Regions from separate parts of the Mus musculus genome. Here region 2 is linked to region 1. Evidence: chromatin contacts called from public HiChIP or PLAC-seq data. All regions are on one chromosome and are shown on one strand. Each heading gives the region's core, a stretch centred on a gene start, on an enhancer-like site or on the middle of the called end of the contact. The rest is flanking DNA. Distances are from core to core; before and after follow the strand shown.

Evidence for each region. HiChIP or PLAC-seq counts read pairs in DNA pulled down with a chosen protein or histone mark.
Region 2: an H3K4me3 HiChIP or PLAC-seq map of the SCID.adh cell line shows a contact between it and region 1, with 10 read pairs. The contact joins two enhancer-like sites. A contact is called at or near these places in 1 of 39 promoter capture datasets (pre-B cells), 7 of 484 Hi-C or Micro-C datasets (B cells, double positive thymocytes, epidermal suprabasal cells and 4 more), 3 of 115 datasets of contacts at active chromatin or transcription factors (the SCID.adh cell line, embryonic stem cells and fetal liver) and 1 of 9 other capture datasets (embryonic stem cells).

Annotation. Positions count from the first base shown.
Region 1 is chr17:5,088,257-5,091,300 of GRCm38.p6, forward strand. The region is part of intron 2 of Arid1b (AT rich interactive domain 1B (SWI-like)); the gene reads left to right. Among named protein-coding and RNA genes, the nearest start is that of Arid1b, 95 kb to the left of the region's middle. Within about 2 kb of position 1,420, at least 66 of the 459 cell types and tissues checked have an H3K27ac peak or open chromatin away from gene starts, as enhancers often do. A contact at or near this core is called in the SCID.adh cell line and double positive thymocytes, where this site is marked.
Region 2 is chr17:5,164,127-5,167,170 of GRCm38.p6, forward strand. All of the region lies in intron 4 of Arid1b (AT rich interactive domain 1B (SWI-like)), which reads left to right. Among named protein-coding and RNA genes, the nearest start is that of Gm34854, 59 kb to the right of the region's middle. Within about 2 kb of position 1,590, at least 47 of the 459 cell types and tissues checked have an H3K27ac peak or open chromatin away from gene starts, as enhancers often do. A contact at or near this core is called in the SCID.adh cell line and double positive thymocytes, where this site is marked.

The sequences.
Region 1 (3,044 bases), core at 170-2,669:
TTCTGTATCCATTCCTCTGTTGAGGGACATCTGGGTTGTTTCCAGCTTCTGGCTATTATAAATAAGGCTGCTATGAACATAGTGGAACATGTGTTCTTATTACCAGTTGGAACATCTGGGTATATGCCCAGTAGAGGTAAATTGGCTGACCTTCAGCAGAAGGTGGACCTTGCACACTGGGGTGGTAGCGGAGAGACTAGAATGTTGGTGGAGGGCTCTTTAAAGGTAACAAGGAGGTCACCCCACTTTTGCTTTGGAGTCGTTCATGCTATTTAGCAGCTGTACAGACTGGCCCACTGGAAGCACTTGTCAGTCAGGAGACAGGGCTGGAGAGAGCAGGAGTCTGCTCAGCTAAGGAAAGGCATTGGCCTTTCTTGTTTGACCATACATTTATTAATCTTAAGTTGCATGAGAGTTAGGGCACACTCCATGAAGCTTGACAGAGTTAATTTTATGAAAATTAGAAGGTTCACCACTTTGTAAAATGGATAACAATGTTGTAGAATCACTGTCCTAAAGAGGTAGCATAGACTGGAAATACAAATGAGTGTAAGAATCTAAATCAGTTCATGGATAACAGAGTCATCCATGAACTGATCATTTACTTAATGAGAGTAAATAAAGGCTGCTCTGGACACATCCCTGACTCCTGGAAATCGAGGTTACCAGAGGCACTATTGTTTAGTTCCCACAGCCATAAAGAACATTCGCTCTGAAGAGCACTGGTCTGTGATCTGCTAAGGAGGAAGCAGTTGGACCTAGAGGAAGCTCTGAGAGATTCTGTTGGCCAGGAAGAACATAAAGAAACCAAGCAATAGAATGACACCTGCTCTTTCCTGTTTTTATCTGAAAACCTTCTATTGAGTGCGCCTAAAGTTTACTAACAAATTTGCCATTAAAAAAGGCTGTTGTAGCCGGTGGCACACGCCTTTAAGCCCAGCACTTGGGAGGCAGAGGCAGGCAGATTTCTGAGTTTGAGGCCAGCCTGGTCTACAGAGTGAGTTCCAGGACAGCCAGGGCTATACCGAGAAACCCTGTCTCTAGAAACCCTGTCTCGAAAAACCAAAAAAACAAAAAAGCTGCTGTAACAAAAGAACTTTTCATTGTTTCACAAATCAAAATGTAAATCTATGTTACTACAATGAAAAGCCTAAATTTCTTGGTGGGGGGTAGAAGGGTGCTGGTTTGCTAAATCATTCTAAAAAACGTGTTTGTTTTTGAGTCTGAATAAGCAGCAGTGTTTGTGGTGTAAGGTGAACGTGCTGGGAACCAGGGCACAGAAGAGGGGATGGAAGAGGGGGCAGAAGAGGGGACGGGGTCTACAGGGGCCTGAGGCACCTTTGAGCTCCAGCGCACCTCCGCCTTCTGGATCAAAGGCAAGGCCGTCCTTTGACCCTGCAATGATCCTGGAGCCCTGGAGTGCGTTGCCAACTCTTTCTTAGCCCCAGCTCACTTGCCGCCGCGCCCCACCCCCACCTCTGTGCGTGTGTGCTTGTGTGGTGGTTCTGTTCTTGAAGAGAGGTGGAGTAAGGTGGAACAAACTTGACTTGCGTGCATGTGTGCAGCGTGCATGCTGAACACAGTGCTTGTTTGTTGATGGCTTATTTTCAAGTATAAAGAACTAGTTGGAGGAAGCTCTGGAGTAGTTTCTCTTTAGCTGAGTTTGGGACAGGAGCGGGCTCTCTCTCCCTCCCTCTTTTAAATAAAAACATAGAGGAAAAAAAAGCACCTGTGTCCTTGAGTCTTCTCAGTTGGGGTTGGATTAAACCGCTTGGAAGGAAACACTTGCCCAGGTGAAGGCCCTTGCCTTCCTGCAGCCTCCTTTAGGGTGGGCTTGTTGGCCTCAGCACCCCCTCAGCTGCTTCAGCCCTGCATCAGCTGACGTGCTGAATGTCTTGCTGTTTTTCTCTTGCATGGGAAATATTCTGTGAATTTAAAAGCTAGCAGAATTAGCCTCAGCTGAGTGGAACTTAAGTTTTTTTGTTTTGTTTTGTTTTCCTGTGGGTTTTTTTTCAATTGTGTAGATTTTACCTGGAAGGACCTAAATCTAATGAAAAACAGATTGCAATGATTTCTGCTATTAAAGGTAAATTGCTACAGTGTTTGGGTTTTTGTTGTTGTTGTTGACTCTTAGCAGACAGCAGTTGTAAATAATCAGAAATGAATTGCATTTTTTTCTAGGGCCATGAAAAAGGTTTTTACAGGCTACGGGTTTGATAAGAGATTGTAGATAAGTAATTCGTTGTCTGTATGCACCTCCACACTTTCGTATTAAAACAGCATGATTTAGTTCTTGGAAGCTTGTTTCCCTAAGTCCCGGGTCAGGTGCATGGACAGGGCTCCTTATGACGTCTGTCGTGGGAACCAGTGTGCTTAGTGGCTCTGTCAGGTTTTGACTCCGTCTCCCTGCAGTGAGTCTGCTGATGTTGGACAGTTGGATTTCTGCATTTCCAACACGCAGAATTAAACGCCCAGCTGTGCAAATGTTTGCTTAGTTGGTTCATTTTTTTTCTTTAAGATAAATACCTAGAGACAGAATTCAAGGAAAAAAGATGTTGCTTCTATACACACTGTGACCTAGCTTAGAGACTTGCTTTTTTATTTGAATAGAAGTCATAATTATTTCAATATGCCCAGTTGCTCTGTATTTTTCTTATGTCAAGTAAAAACCTGTGAAACAACCATTAGGCACCTAGCTTGAATATGTTAAATATGTGTTTTAAAATAACTTATGGGTTAGTAAAAGTGTGCAGGCTACAGTTTCGATTCCTTTTCTCTATTAGATGTAGATGTGTAGTCTCATAAAATTTTAAGGTATGATTATTATAATGCCCAGATTTTAAGTTATATACAATTGGATGAGTTTTGACAAAGTCCAAGTATTCGTGAAACGATTCACAAATTAAGAATTTTTTAAAATCATTTTTAGAAAGCTCTTGTGCCCCTTTTAGTTTCTCCTGTCCTGTGGCTGTTAGTGTGGTTTCTGTGATGTGCTTGGACCTCGTACATAGGTGCATGGAGTGTGCCTGCATTTAGTATTCTAC
Region 2 (3,044 bases), core at 340-2,839, 76 kb after region 1:
GCGTTAAGTCTCCATTAGGATTAACTGAGGTTGCCAGCAAAGGAAAGGCATGCTCTTGCTGGACTAAAGAGTCTTCAGGGCCACTGGGTGTGGTTATCTGGACTGAAGACCAACACTGTTCTTCTCCAGGAAATTTACCTCGGAGCAGAACAGTAGTAAAGGTGCCCAGAGGCACGGTGGCTACAGAGCACCAGCAGTGTGCAAGGCACTAACAAACAAAAGGGACCTCTGTTTCCTGCTGCCACTAGACCTTCAGTGTCCTTTCCCTGCAGTGGCTTTCAAGGCCAGGGCACTTGTTTGGTGTAGGTGTCAGCTGTATCTCACGTGCTGAGTTGTCTCGTGTTGTTCTCTTCCCTGTGTGAGATGTGGATGGTAGCCTGGGCGCAGGAAAGCGCCCTTCCCGGTCCTTCCTCTGACTGTTTTTCTTGACTCAAGGATTATTTTTTCTTTCTATGACCTCATCAATTTAAGTTGAATAGTACATGTATTAAAAATTCTGTGATTCCTTTTAAGTAAAATTGTGATATTAACGTAATTAATCTATAGTGGATTAGAGAACAAGAACCAGAGAATTGAGCGAGCGTTGGTGGTATGTTGGAGGATGGTAGAATATTGTGGGATTGGCCAAAGCCTGCTAGGCTTAATGTTGGTAGACATGAATGACCTGCTCCAAGAAAATCTGTTATGTGGGAAATTGAGATTTGTCAGTATTTTTGTGGCTGGCAGTAGAGGGGCCAAGGATTAGCTGTAGTCTTGCTAGTAGCAGCACACTGAAGGCTGGTGGGAAGTGAGCAGGGGGAGGGAGTAACAGTCCTGGATGCTCCTGGTGTAGGGATGAGGAAGCACTCGCTGGTGTTAACATGGCTGAATGTGAGGGAGAGCATCTGTCACCTCAAGTGAGGTGACTCAGGGTCTGTGCCTTCTTCAGCATACTTGGGTGCTTACAACGTGTATATTACATATTGAGAGGGGACAAAGGACCGAAGGGTGTACCCCGCCTTTCCATGACCCTGTTTCATGTTCCCTAGTGTAAGCAGAGCAACATGCTTGTCTCTACAGCAGGTGGTTGTGCTGGAGATACTTAGGAAGACCCGAGGAGGTCTGCTGCCCGCCAGCCCTGGTGTCTCACTTCCCATGTGTCTGAACGCAATTGTTTGCCTCAGTCCCCAAAGACAGCTTGGCTTTGTGTGAGCAGAGCGGTCCATGTGCCTGAGCCATCCTCACACAGTTGTGCATGCTAAACCACTGCAAGGGATCGTGGCTTATTGCTTAAGTCCTGTGCATCTGGCGTTGGTATCATCGCCACCTCTTACCCCGCTGAGGAGAACAACAGGTGTTAGTCATGACAGCCACCCCTTTCTTTCCACCAGAGACCAGTGCTGAAAATGAAACTGGATTCTCCGGCTTTCTGTGCTGTGTCCTGCTCTAGAGCTTGGGCTCATGGTTCCTGCAGGAGCTGCAGGGAGCTGACTGTTCTAGGCTCACAGGCTCGCTCATTGTCCCAGTTTATCCCTTTCACTCTCCACCCCCACCTTTGTCCCGAGAACAAGGGAACGGTGGGTGTTTCGGTTTCCTCTGGTTGTTTCAGCGCCTCCTTGGAGTCTTTCATGACCATCGTTTGTGGTTCAGCATTGTTCATTTTTGGTACTGAGATAGGTACTGAGGTGTGCATTCTCAGCTGCCTGTGAACTTGCTTGGTAGCAAGGACAGGGTCCTCATCTTACCATCTCTGTCTACCAAGTACATGCATCACCACAGCCAGCAATCCTTAGTACTTTTGATGCTTTGATGCTCCCACTCTGCTTCCCTTTCTCCTGGCTAGTCTCTTCTGCTAGTCAGTAATGGGAAAGATGTACACTGAGATGTTAGTGTTCTGCTTCATAGTGGAGAAGACCCAGGTAGGGTGGAAGATGGTGACAGTGCAGTTTAATAGCAATAATTAATCCATGTGTTTGTCAGCATCAGAAAGTTGTAGGGAGACACACTGGCTGTGTGACACAATGCTCTCCTGACACAATTGAAACTTTTGTATCATTATGAAAGTGCCACTAATCAAAGCCTCAGGTGCATACATTTTTATTTCTCTCCAGTGTACATATGAAGCTGAGTGGCTGGGTGGCAGGGTGGCTGGGTAGGGCCAAATGACTACACATTTCTACACCTCCATTTCCTCTCCTATGACATAGAGATAGTGCTCCACATCTCAGCACTGACATGCCCACACAGCATGCTCACAGGAGCGCACCAGCAGGATGCCACACACAGCATTCAGTGCTGGCTGCTTGATTCTCCCTCCTCTGAGGACTGTCCTGCACTTCTGCCCTGTGGGAGGATGGTCGGAAGCCACCCTCCAGTACTTCAGCAGATGTGGCTCTGGATGCTCTTTACCCCCGGTACAATTTTTGCCGATTTTTTTTTAACCTTTTAATGAATAATGTGAAATGTCTTGGAAGGCAGCTCTGCCCTATGTTGCCAACACACCCATTAAATTTCTTATACAGCAGACTTTAAAGGCTAATTCAGTGCTCTGGTAGTGCATGTGCCACCATGCCAATCACAGACTTGCTTCTTTGGTGAGCAAGAATAAGAATCTGTCCTTAAGAGTCTAGGGTAGAGTAAATTGTAGTGTGTGTGCGCGTGTGTGCGTGTGTATGCGTGTGTATGCACTTGCATGCTGTGTGGTGTGTATGTGTGACTATGTGCAGTGTATGTGAGTGTGTGTTTCTGTGTGTTTGTGTGTGTGGTGTGTGTGTGTGTGTGTGTGTGTGTGTGTATCTGTGTGTGTTTGTGTGTGTATCTGTGTGTGTGATGTATATGTGTATGTATCTGTATGTGTCTGCGAATGTGTGTTACTATGTATCAGACCAATGATCATGTGCATATTGGGCATGCAATCTACTGAGTTACGTTCCTTGGCTATTAACACTTAATTCTTGTTTTAGGGTTTTGTTCTTTTATACTTACTAATGATAGTTAAGTGTCATTAGTGGCTTTTCATGACTAGTCATATTCATAGCCACAGAGATCAATGATGTTGATGACTG